Linked DNA regions of Gossypium hirsutum: region 2 is linked to region 1. Evidence: chromatin contacts called from public Hi-C data. All regions are on one chromosome and are shown on one strand. Each heading gives the region's core, a stretch centred on a gene start, on an enhancer-like site or on the middle of the called end of the contact. The rest is flanking DNA. Distances are from core to core; before and after follow the strand shown.

The links. A called contact is a pair of places that touch in the nucleus more often than the background predicts.
Region 2: a contact with region 1 is called in a Hi-C map of leaf, with 1.8 times the contacts expected there. The contact joins the promoter of LOC107955691 here to the promoter of LOC107952414 in region 1. A contact is called at or near these places in 6 of 34 Hi-C or Micro-C datasets (callus and leaf).

What each region holds. Positions count from the first base shown.
Region 1 is chrA07:83,412,175-83,419,119 of Gossypium_hirsutum_v2.1, forward strand. LOC107952414 reads right to left here and starts at 4,130. Exons shown (of 1, transcript XM_016887670.1): 1 at 3,537-4,130. The coding sequence starts at 4,130. The coding sequence ends at 3,537. It overlaps LOC107952415, which reads right to left. Exons shown (of 2, transcript XM_016887671.2): 2 at 4,888-5,759. The coding sequence ends at 4,888. LOC107952413 (receptor-like protein kinase FERONIA) reads left to right here and starts at 1,126. Exons shown (of 1, transcript XM_016887669.1): 1 at 1,126-2,391. The coding sequence starts at 1,126. The coding sequence ends at 2,391.
Region 2 is chrA07:84,097,114-84,104,058 of Gossypium_hirsutum_v2.1, forward strand. LOC107955691 (receptor-like protein kinase FERONIA) reads right to left here and starts at 4,013. Exons shown (of 1, transcript XM_016891492.2): 1 at 762-4,013. The coding sequence starts at 3,696. The coding sequence ends at 937. It also overlaps the pseudogene LOC121203740.

The DNA.
Region 1 (6,945 bases), core at 2,880-5,379:
GAAGAAATTGCGTAATTTAGATTAATAGTAACAAATGAAATCTAGGTGAATTCTTTTCTGGGTATTGTTTCGCTTCTTGGTTATTGATCATTTTTTTTTGTTCTTTGACATGTTCATTAGTTAATTTTAGTTTTTAATCAATCACTTGAATTTATCGGTTAAATAATAGAAAGACGGTAATTACTAGTACTTTTAGTCTTCTTAGGAACGATATATATTCTCATCGTAGCTATACTATTAATTGATAGGTGCACTTGCCTTAGTCAAATTTTTAGTTAGCTTTATGCTGCATCATATAGACAAACTAAAATTTACAGATTAGTTAGGTGGATTCCACCTAAGGATGGATGACATAAGGTGAATATCGATGGTGCTATTAGTAATGTGTCTGGGAATGTTTCAACTAGTGGTTTAATCCATGACAAACATGGCAATTGGATTCCTAGTTTTCCTAAAAATATTGGTCGTTGTTCTGTACTCAATGTCGAGCTTTAGGGGTGCTCTTAAAGGATTGCAAGTAGATTGGAATCTAAGGCTAAAAAGGGTGGTACTTGAGATGGATAATACTGCAATATTCATTTGAATCAAGCAACTTCAATAGAACAACATCACTCAACTATGTTACGACCTATTAAAGATTTATTCCAACTATCTTGGATGGTTTAGGTTACAAATGTATTTAGAGAGAGTAACGGGGTAATTGATGGTTTGGCATTAATGACGTCCTCTACAACCACCGAATGAAATTCTTTAACTACTACACAATGATTGCTCTGAAATAACTTGACCTTGCCTAGCCTAATTATAGTTCCATCCTTCTCCTTGTACCAAAAAAAATATTATTCCTTTATTTTATAGCTAAATATATAAAATCATATATACAAGAAAGGTATCGGACCTGGCCCCGGTTCTTCAATGGATCCGCCCCCAGAGAAGCAGCGAGGAAAGTACACTGCTTAGACCTGATAAGATTATCACCTATTCAATGTTCCAACTAAAAAACAAAAATATGAAATTGAAGCTAACAACTCTCCAAATCCAAAGTTAGGCTTTGGAATAAGATTTATAATCATTTCTCACTTGTTCGTCTCTCTCTCTCTGGTACCTACATGGTCTTGATTTCTAATGAGAACTTCACTTTCCATCTTTTGTTTCTGTCCAGTATTTGAAAGCAAGTTAAAGAAGAAGCCGAGCAAGGGAAAAGCTAAATCATCACTTCCTCAACATCTATGCCGTCGATTTTCACTCGACGAGATCAGAGTTGCCACAAATAACTTTGACTCCCATTTGGTTATTGGTACAGGTGGCAGTGCAGTTGTATACAAAGGGCTTTTCGATGACGGGGCTTCGGTTTTCGCTGTCAAATACTTCCTGCTCGGATCCTCACGACAGAAAACACTTGAAGACTTTCGAAATGAGATGCAACTACTTTGCCAGCTGCGCCACCAACATATTCTTACTCTGATTGGATTCTGCGATGAGGCCGAAGACGAAAAGGTCATAGTGTTCAATTATATGAGCAACGGATCGCTCTTTGATCATCTCCACGGTACTCGCTATGATCCCCTCCCATGGAAACAGAGGTTAGAGATTTGCATTGGGGCAGCTCGTGGACTACATTATCTTCATGTAGGAGCAAAGCGTGCAGTCATCCACCGTGACATCAAGACCAAAAACATTCTTTTGGATGACCTAAAGGTTTCTAAGATTGCGGATTTCTCCTTGTCTAAGATCGGCCCTTTTAGTTTATCAAACGCTCCCATCAGAATACAGTTACCTCCTCTGGATGAAATTGAATTGGAAACAAGTCGAACTAGGCTGTTTGGTACTTTGGGCTACGTCGCTCCTGAGCTTTTCATTGATACTACTCTTGTGACAGAGAAGTCAGACGTTTACTCATTTGGGGTTGTTTTGCTTGAAGTACTTTGTGGTAGAAAAGCAATAAAGTTTGATGCGGAGGACCATAATCATCGATATATAATTTCTTGGGTCAATGAACACCTAAAGAATGGAAGTATTTATCAGATGATGGACCCATATTTGGAAGGGCAAATAGCCCCGAGTTGCTTACAGAAATTCCTGGACATCGCATTAAGTTGCGTCCATGTTGGGGAACATAAACGACCTGCTCTTGGGGAAGTGGAGGTGACATTAGAGGTTGCCTTGGAGCTCCAAAAGAAAGCAGACTCCGAAGTGGAGTGGCATGGAGAAGTTATGTATGAAGAAGTACTTTTCCCTGCATCTGCCTTCAACAATTTCGCTGATTATCAGACTGATGTACTCTGGCCCCATGGAAGTTCTTGTGTGGAGGATGCATTTAGCTGCAAATCTGAGGATACATTTTCAGACATTGAAGATAAACAATCTGGATGTTTGGAGGGGTCAAATTAATTAGGCATGTTTAAGCAGATGGGATGTTTCTTAGCTTTCCTGACTGTTGTACGTTGAAGATTTGACGGGTCAGAAAGGAGAAACTTAGTTTGTTAAGCAATAGGATAGAGACAGCTTTTTTATTTTATTTTCTGCCGTGGTTTATTTGTGTTATGGTGTGAAAATAGCTGTACTTAAGAAGGAACAGTTGACTTTAGATTTAATCAAATGAAGAATTAAATAATTTTTCATGTCCTATCACAGTTAAGAATTTGTAAATTTTAACCTTTTATTATTCTGTAAAAGGAGATAATTAGATTTAATTATTTTTAAATCTATTGATATAACTATTATTGTAAATGTAAAAGGATGTATGTTTGAATGTGTTCAAAATTTTAAATGTATTATCTTTTATTGATGAGTTAAGGAGTGGATATATATAGTTTTGAGTTAGATATATTGAGAACTTATACCTAGATTGTTAAAAAAATTTAAATTAAATCATTTTTTATTTATTTATGTATTCGTAGTGGGTTAGTGCATGGGGAAATTAATAATTTTTAGTAATTTGTTTTTATTAAAAATAAATTTTAATTATAAATTTATTTTTGTTAAGTAGTAAATATTTATTTTACTTTTTGAGATAAATCATTTACATCAAATTAATTTTGAATCAAGTGAGAATAATAATTTTAAATTAAAAATTATTTTAAAAGATTGTGAACGAATATACATAAATACGTGATTTTTAAAATAACAAAAATGTTTTTCTTTTTGCAAATCGTGCATTGCTCCTAATTAAATAATTTTTTTTAATAAAAGATCTGATTGGATTCATTTATATGACTAAAATACATGAAAGCAGAGTTTATGCTACAATCCATAAAAATAGAAATAAAGGAAATAAAAAAAACAGAAGTAAAGGTCTATTTAGAATCTGGCCTAAAGAGAGAACTAGTATAAATAGCCCAATTTGTCTGAATTTAACTAGACTAAAATAGGAACTAAGCCTTATCCTGTACCAGTCAAATCAAACAGTTGGAAACCAATAGCTGTCATCTTTTCAAATCAACCGTTCTAACCATTAATTATAGCAGGTTTTCAAAAAATGCATTAACTTCTCATTTGCTACTTTTCACTTCACAACTTTTCATTGCTTCTTTCACTTAGTCTGGAGCTTTTGGCCAAAAACTCTCCACTGCTTGGCGAACTGAATCTGGAATTCCTCCCATCAAGTAAAAGCTTTCTCTTCTCTTAAGGGCCTCCTTTGCTATAACATGAGCGTAGACATTCTCTGCCTTAGGGATAAAATGAAAGTCGATCTCCTGGAATCTATCTTTTTTGCTTTGTATGTCTCTGATAATTGCTCCAATGACAGATTTGTCTGTATCACTTCTTTGGCATTTCTTAATGATAGTTTTCGAATCTCCCACTACTTCTATTTTGTTTAACCCCATAGAAATCCCTAATTTTATTGCCTGTAATCCTGCATATGATTCTGCCGTGAACGAAGTAACTATCTCGGAGTGCATGACTGCCTTCGATTCGAGGATCTCCCCCTCCTCGTTCAGTACAAGCAAACCCGTAGTCGATCTGGACGATAGTCGGTCGAAGGTTGCGTCAAAATAAACTGTGATCTTTCCCCTTCTACATATCTGTTGAGTATTTTCAGCTGGTTGAAGAGTAAATCTTGTCTCCTCTATTGCATCCAGTTCTACCATATAGTTCCGAGTTTGTCTTGCTATTTCGATTCCTGTCATATGTCTTCTTTCATATAATAACTTATTTTTGCTGAACCAGATTAACCAAAGACCATAACAAAAGAGCCAGATCTGCTCATCTGTTCCTTTATCATAGACCCAGGTAAGCCATTGCCATATATTCAGATTATTATGGCTGAAAACCTATGCTAGTCTTAACTGATTCCAAACTTCAATTGTAAATGGACATTGTTGAAAAATATGAGTGGTCCTTATCTCCTTGGCGACATCTAGGACATTGGGCATCCACCACAACCCTCTTGAGCCTAAGGTTGACAAGAGACGGAATGAAGTTCCAAGATATTCTCCAAACTGTAATTTGAATTTTTGAGGGGATGTATAATTTCCACAGTTTTCTGTAGAAATTTTTAATTTCGGTCTGTAAAATAATAGTATTAGGATCCAAGCAAATTTCATGTAATAGTTTGTAGGCACTCCTAACGGAGAACTCCCCTGTCAACTCCCCTTTCCATACTTGAAAATCTTCGTGTGCTGTCTTCGCTAGCGGGATCTTCAGAGTTTTTTCCGCTACATCCATTTGGAAGGTATTCCTTATGACCTTTGTTTTCCAGCTTCTAGTGATGGCTTCGATTAAATTTGAAACTAACTTAATATTATCATTGTTGTCTTGGTTTGATATTCTATCTGATTCATTTCCTGATATCAATAAATCATCCCAAACAGATATTTGATCCCCTCTCTCAACCCTCTAGCATAATCCTTTCTCCAGAAGCCCTCTCGTAGCCCAAACACTTTTCTAGGTAAGCGAAGGTAAATTTCCTAATCGAGCTTTGTAGAAATTCGAATTGGGATAATATTTTGCCTTTAAAACGTAGGCTAATAATGAATTTGGGGATTTGATAAGACGCCACCCTGGTTTTGCTAAAAGCTCAACATTAAACTTCGCAAGATTTCGAAACCCAAGGCCACCATCTTCTTTTAATAAGCATAAATCTTTCCAAGCGCACCAATGAATACCTTTCCTATTGTGCTTCTTTTGCCACCGGTATTTAGCTATTATGCCCTCCAATTCAGCACATAGAGTTTTAGGAAGTTGAAAACAAGCCATCGTATAAGTTGGGATAGATTGGAGTATAGCTTTAATAAAAACTTCCTTTCCTTCTTGGGAGAGATATCTTATACTCCAATTGTCAATTCGTTGTTTAAATCTATCCTTCAAATTTTGAAATGATGACCTCTTTTTCCTTTCCACCATATTAGGGAGCCCTAGATATCTTTTTGGATCCGTTGACCTTCTTACTCTAAGTATGTTCGAAACTGCAACCCTTTCCCTTTCTTGTGTATTTGAACTGAAGAATACAATAGATTTATCATAATTAACACATTGACCTGAGCTCCTCTCATACTCATTCAAAACTTGTTTTAGTAACTGTGCCCCCCTTTCAGTAGCTTCGGCAAATAAGATACAGTCATCTGTAAAGAGTAAATGAGAGATGGTTGGCCCACTTTGACTAACTTTAACTCCTTTTATAATGTTTCTTGTTCTCGCCAGCTGCATTAGACTCGAAAGCCCTTCCCCACAAAGTAAAAACAAAAACATACTTAAAGGGTCCCCTTGTCTAAGACCTCTAGATGGAAGAAAATTTTCTCCTACATTTTCGTTGAAAACTACAGAATATGATACTATAGACACACAATTCATTAACGAACTAACCCATCTTGGGTCAAATCCCATTTTCGTCATTACTCATTCACAAAGCTCCATTCAACCTTATCATATGCCTTACTCATATCCAGTTTCACAGCCATAAACCTTTTTTTTCCTGGCCTTTTGTGCTTTAAAGTGTGCAGAACTTCATAAGCTATTTTTTCCTGGCCTTTTGTGCTTTAAAGTGTGCAGAACTTCATAAGCTAGTAATACGTTATCGAAAATCAGTCTTCCTAGAACAAAAGCACTTTGTGCTGAATCAATGCATTTATGAATCACTGTCCGAAGTCGATTAGCAATGACCTTAGCTATCAATTTATAAATCACATTGCATAAGCTAATTGGCCTAAATTGAGTAATACTGAAAGGGTTTAAAATTTTTGGGCTTAGCACAATATTTGTTTTGTTGATTGAATGTAATTCCATACTTTCATTTAATCTTTGAAGGCAAAAAGTGGATACATCCTCCCCAATGATCGGCCAACATTTTTTTATAGAATAAGGCTGGAAAACTATCCTCTCCAGGTGCTTTTGTAGGACCTATTTCTAGTAGAGCTTCTCTTATTTCCTCCTTGGTGTATCTTGTCTTTAATTTCTCATTATCTTCATAAAAAATGCATCTGTTAATTCCGGACAAGATTTTAGAGAAGTTATCTTGTCTTCCTACTGAAAATAATTTTAGAAAATACGATCTAGCAATTTCCTCCATCTCTTTAACCTCCTCTGTCTCTCTACCGTCTTCAAACTGCATCTTGTGAATAAAATTACACTTTTTTCTTTGGGTCGCCTGCTTATGAAAAAAAGCTGTATTTTTGTCTCCAAGTTTCAACCAATTTATTTAGGCCCTCTGCTCCTAATAGCATTCATCCTTTTCAATCTCAAAATTCAAATTAATCTTTGTATCAATAAGCTCTGCCAAATTTTCATCACTTCTATCGGATTCAAGTAACATTGCTAACTTTGATGTTAGGACCTCTGTTTTTATTTTTTTACACCGTCGAATCTGGTTTGCCCAACTCGTTAAATCTCTTTTGATATCATCCATCTTGCTCAAAATATCACCTCCGGCATTTTCCTAAATATGTCTAACTTCCTCAAAAAATGTTTCCTCCAAAACCCACCAGGCCTCAAACTTAAAGTTTTTTT
Region 2 (6,945 bases), core at 2,763-5,262, 680 kb after region 1:
CTATTACTTATTATTTTATTTATGAGGTAAAAAATATTATTTAACAAATATATTTATTAAGATTTCATATAAAAATTAATTAATGTTTTTATTACAATGATAAAAATTAGCTATTTATTATTCATAGTGTTCCAAATTTAAATCTCGTTAGAATTAAATTTTTATTAATTTATTATATAAGAAGACAAAATATTATCATAAAAATATCTTTTTTGTATATGAGAAGATATTTTAATAATTTTACAATTGAGTTAATGTCCGATTAACTTGTAATATTAACATCTCGTTCGGTTACTACTGTAATAACATAAAAAAAATACTTATTTAATATATATGTTTTAACATGAGAGAAAAATAGTGTACTAACATGATGAATAAATAGTCCATTGTAGTCAAAACATTTGGTAGGTAGATTGTTAATCATATAATACACACATATTATTTTGTTGGGTTAAAGTATTAAAACAAGTAAAACATAAATGTTATTTTATAAAATATCATTTTTGCCTAAAAACCAATCATTTATTTAAAAAATTATAATACAACAAATAAATTGGTACCTCATAAATCTCAATCCAAGAATTCAATTGTAGGCATAAAAGCTCCAAAGCATAAAAATGAATGAATACGTGAGGTAAGATTTATTCACTGTTGTATTAATTTTTTTTTAATTTATATCTTTTCACATTAGTGTATCATCACGATTTCTAATTTTAAATTTTTAATACAATACTTAAAATTACTCGTAACCCCTCTCAATATCAAGAATGCACTTTCACGTTTATATTGGAATTCCTTGGTGATTAACATAGGTACATGAAACTACCTTGAAATATCTACTATCACAATACAATTTTTTTTTGAAATCAAGCAAATATATATTTGGATCTTTCTCAAATGAATGCAACAAAACTACCAAGAAGCTTCATGTTTGGATCATCGTCCTTGTGGGTTTCTAATCTCGGAAAACACTGCCTTAGACGAGTACTTATCAGAATCCTTGATACAAAAACTTTGTTCATCGCTTGTTGTTAAACTGAAAGTAGTGCTGCTCTTGGAGTTCATGACATGATCGCCAATGCTACTGAACACTTCCCCACTCTCATCTTCCATTTCATAGGTTTTAAACTCATCCATGTCTTCTTCAATGCCACCACTGGCATTTGGTTTAAGGGGATCCTCCTCTGCACTTTCTTGCAATTGCAGTGCGAACTGTAGTCCCCACACCACAGCATCCAGCGATGGTCTCTGGATTCCATCATCATGCAAGCAACTCATTGCCACTTCAGTGAATTTTTTCAAACACTCAGGTGCAATCTTTCCTTTCAAAAATGGATCAATGATATTGTAAAGTGTTCCATTTCGATAGCATTCTTGAGCCCATGTTGCTAAGCTTACCTTATTCTTCTCGGCCGACCGACTAATCGGTGGCCTAGCACATAATATTTCACAAAGGACCACACCGAATGAATATATATCGGACTTTTCAGTCAATTGTCCACGACGATAATACTCTGGATCCAAGTACCCGAAGCTGCCTTTCACAACCGTGCTAACATGGGTTTGGGACATGTTAGTGGGGCCGACTCTAGACAATCCGAAATCCGAAACTTTAGCCACCCAGTTCTCATCCAGCAAGATATTTGTTGTCTTAACGTCCCGATGGATGATGGTATGTTTTGCACCTGAATGAAGATACTGCAACCCTTGAGCGGCACCAACACAAATCTCTAGCCTTTGTTTCCATGAAAGAGGAGGGTTTTTGGTGTTGTAAAGATGATCACGAAGTGTTCCATTAGCCATGTAATCGTAGACCAGAATCATCTCACCGTCATCGTTGCAATAGCCAATCAATGAGACCAAATGGAGGTGGCGTAGCTGGGAAAGCATCTCGATCTCGGTCCTGAATTCGTGAGCACCTTGTTGAGACTCAGGGTTCAACCGTTTGATTGCAACTTGGGTCTCCCCACCATCGATGAATCCTTTGTAAACGTTGCCGAAACCTCCAACACCAATAATGAAAACATTGTCGAAGTTGTTGGTTGCTCGTTTGATCTCAGACAGTGAAAAGTAACGACAAAGATCAGAAGGCAGAGATGAGCCACCACACTTGGTTGATACTGGAACTCCTTTACCGTAAAACTGACTCCACTGTGAAACTCCCTTACTGGAACTGGTATCTTTGACTCTCATCTTTTGACGGTAAACGAAGAAACAAAGAAGAGAAAGAACAACAAAGCCCGATATTACGCCTCCCACAATGCCGAATACTGCTTTGTTGTTGTTATGCATGGTTGAGGTTGGTGGTGAATTTTCCTTTTGATTTATTGGAACTGGATCTGGACTGGCAAGAACAAAACCGTTGCTCAATTTGAAGATTTCAAGCCCATTCAAGATGGCATCAGAATAATGAGTTCTCCAAGCTGGCGAAGGATGTAAAGCAATAGAGAGATTTTGCTGCTTTTGATTTCCATTCTTTCCTATTGACACCATATAATCCCGATATACTGGAATCCCATTTCCACCACTCCAGGATATAACATCTGCTTCAGTTTCTGCAGTTAAATTAGCTAATAAGATCTCAAACACTCTATCACCTTCTTTGGTTATCTCTATCTGGAACTCACAAAAATGTAACCTTACGAAGTAATTGAACCCAGAATCAACAGGAAACTCCCATGTCAGATAGTAGTTATAATTCTGGGTCTTGTTCGTCCCCATGGTCCTGGCAGTTATATAAACATCCCTTGGAGCAGAGTACAATGGTATACTGCTGAAGGTGAGATTAATACTAGTATTAACAGGAAGAGCACTTGGTTTGGCTATTGTCAAATAGGCGTCATCTTTTAACCAGCCCCGGAATATCCCAGTGTCTTCTCCTGGCGGAATTTCCCTCCCACCAACATCGACTCGATACATCATCTCAAGGGCAGTGTTGTTTCCTAGGGTGTACAAGCTTCCCTGGGCCTGGCCAAGAAAAGGTACGCCGTCATCATCAATCTCTGGTGTATAATATAGATTGATCGGCATGGAAACAACTTCGATGGCATTGATGAAAGCATAAGAATGAGTGATATCAGGACTAGGAGTGAAGGTTAAGTTTAACCTTTGACCTTCAACGTTTGTACAAAATTCTTTGATAAGTGGAACGTTGGGTACAGCATGGAGTGAAGCATTGAAATTCCTGAGAAGGGTAAAAGGACCAACTTGAACAGAGAAGAAAGCTTTCTTAGAAGGGTCGTCAAAGCTTAGATATGAAGTTGGATAGAAGTGCAAGCGGATGAACTTTGGGCCAGAAGTGAGGGGAATAGAATAGGTGAACTGTGAGTAAGAGAGACGAGCTGTGGAGTAGGGGACATTATCAACAAATGAGGGCTGTGGAGGTACAGCTTCAGTCGCTAATGATTTGTTCTTGTTGTTTTGTGGCTCTATGGGGCTAAATTTTCCATTGCTATCTCCAACCCAAGAACGGCCATCGGAAGACAAGGCATTGGTGGAAGGAGAACCGCAGTCAATTGTGATGTTTTCTATGGGGTAGTAAGGGGTAACATTGAAATCTGCTATAACAGGAACCACAAGGTATTGACTGAAGAAGAAGAAGAAGAGACAGGGGAACGAGTTTTGGGGGGAAAAAGTTGTTTTGGTTGGAATCTTCATTGCGAGGGAAAAACAGAGAGGCAGAGAGAGAAGATGCATATGGAGAAAGGGATAAGAGATGAAGAAAGGTAGAAAATGAATAGTGAAGTGGAGATGGAGTGCAGGAAAGAGACAGTTACAGTAGATTTGAATTTTCAAATTCCCATTTTCGTAAATTGATTAGTGAAGTTAGTAGAGTTTAACATTTGTTTCTTATGTGTATTCCATAGAATGTCACTAAAAAACTAAAAACCATTTGTTATTATCATCAATCTCCTCTACTGCATATGGGTAACGGTGGACTTAGTCAAACAAGAATTGACTTTTTGGCAGCACCTTTTTGGTGCTATTTTTCAGCTATCCAAATATTAAGATGCACTGAGATTTTTTTTTTCTTTAGCATTAAATTTCTATTTGTTTCGGAAAAAAAGGGAGGAAAAAAACAGAAATGGAATTGTATTGGTTGAATAATCAAATAGAGGCCACTATTCTCACCAATGACAGAATTTGGAATTTTGGGAGTTTCCATTGAATGTTCTAATAATTTGGGTACGCATTTATGTCTTTACCTAAAATATAGTAAACTATAGTGTTTGTTTCGATTGAGCCCCTACAAAGGAAAGAAAAAAAATTGAAAACTATATATATTCTTTTCATATCATGTTTAGTATAAAATATTAAAAAAATGAAAATATATATTTTTTACTATTTGGTAGTGTTAAGATTTCACCTTGCAAATTTGTCCGTCTTCTTACAATTAAATATTAAAATTTGTCACTATACTTTATTTTAATTGATATTTATAATTATATTTTAATTTTAATTGATATTTATAATTATATTTTAAGAATATAGGTAAATTTATAACTCATGTTTTAAGCGGTTGAACTCTGTTAGTGAATTTTAAATTTTATTAAATTTAGCCATCAACTTTGATTTTTTTTACAATTTAATTTTGATAGTTTAAGAACAAGATTTAACGTAAAAAATATTTTTTAAATATTTTATTTTAATAATTAATAATAAATTAATGGGTTGAGATTCACTCCATTAATATATAATCAAATGATCATCACCATTAAAATGTGTAGGATCATGTGAGACTCGTCTATTAAATGTAGAAATTAAGTTGTGAATGGTGATTTAAAATGAAACAATATAATTACTTTCTTTTTTTATAAATAAATTTATTTATTAATACTTAACATTATATTAATTAATTTATTATTTTAATTATAAAAATAAAATATTAAAAATATTTTTATTAATTTTTTCTTCAAATTATTTAAAATTAAAATTGAATAGCAAAATTTAATCAAAAACCAATCAAGCAAAAGTGAACTTTTGTTTCTCCAATCTCTGACACTGACCGTCAGATTGATTTGGACCTAAGGTATATTCTTCTACTTGTCGATGGATACTGATCCAACATACTGATTATTGAATCATCGCTTGGAGATCGCTGGCAGAACTTTTAAAAAATAAAAACCTTAACAACTCAATGAATTAAATAAAAACTTTTGAATAGTTCAGTGACTAAATTATAATTTTTTTTAGTTAAGTGACCAAAACGAAAATTTGTTCATAATTTAGTAACTAATGATATAGTTAATAAAAAAGAAAAAAAGGGGGGGGGGATTGAAGCTCTGCATGGCGTGGGTGTCTATTATTATTATTTTAGTTAGATTAGGAGTTTTAATGTTTTTAGTGTTTATATTTAAATAAATTAAGATAAATTAATAATTTATTTTTATTTTTCATGTTTGTTTTATAATCTATATTTGGAGTTGGTGGCTACCCCTTTTAATAACAAAATCGTCAAATCTCGTCTAAATCATCATTTGTCAGGACTATTCAAAGTAAGTTCCTTAGCTTGGACAGGGCACTTAGTTCATGTCGCTATTCCTAGATCCCAGGGGGAATATGTTCGATGGAATAATTTCTTAGATGTATTACCGTATTCCCAATGGTTAGGCCCATTTTTTTAGGTCAGTAGAATCTTTATGCTCAAAACCCCGGTTCAACTAGCCATTTATTTGGTACCTCCCAAGGATCAGGAACTGCCATTCTAACACTTCTCGGGGGATTCCATCGACAAACGCAAAGTTTTCGGCTAATTGATATTGCACACCATCATTTAACTATTGCAATTTTTTTCCTAATATCGGGTCATATGTATAGAACTAACATTGGAATTGGTCACAGTATAAAAGATCTTTTAGAAACACATATTCCTCCTAGAGGATGATTGGGGCGGGAGCTTAAGGATCATTATGACACAATCAATAATTTGATTCATTTTCAATTAGGCCTTACTCAACTTCTTTAAGGGTTATTACGTCCTTGGTAGCTCACCACATGTACTCTTTACCTGCTTATGCATTCATAGCACAAGACTTTACTACTCAAGCTGCGTTATATACCCATCACCGATAAATTACATGATTCATCATGAAAGGAGCTTGTGCCCATAGAGCTATATTTTTTATTAGAGATTACGATCCGAAACAAAATGAGGATAATGTATTTACAAGAATGGTAGACCACAAAGAAGCTAACATATCCCATTTAAGTTAGGTCAACCTCTTTCTAGGATTCCAGACTTTGGGACTTTATGTCCATAATGATGTCATGCTTGCTTTTTGGACTCCAGGGAAACAAATCTTGATTGAACCCATATTTATCTAATGGATCCAATCTGTTCATGGTAAAACTTCATACGGCTTTGATGTGCTTTTATCTTTAATGAATGGCCCATCATTCAATGCGGGTCGAAGCATATGGTTGCCTTTAATGAAAATAGTAATTCACTATTCTTAACAATAGGTCCTAGAGACTTCTTGGTTCAACATGCTATTGCTCTAGGTTTACATACAACTACATTGATCTTAGTAAAGAGCGCTTTAGATACACGTAATTCCAAGTTGATGCCGGATGAAAGGGATTTCGGTTATAGTTTTCCTTGCGATGATTTGGGGTAAGGTGGAACTTGTGATATTTCGGCGTGGGACCCATTTTATTTGGCAGTTTTCTAGATGTTAAATACCATTGCATAGCATTGGAAACACATCACAGTATGGTAGGGTAACGTCTCACAGTTTAATTAATCTTCCACTTATTTGATGAGATGGTTAAAAAATTATCTATGGTTAAACTCTTAACAACTTATCAATGGGTATAACCCATTTGGTATGAATAGTTTATCAGTCTGGACGAGAATATTCTTATTTAGACATCTTGTTTGGGCTACCAGATTTATATGCTTAATTTCTTGGCGCGGATATTGGCAAGAATTGATTGAAATTTTAG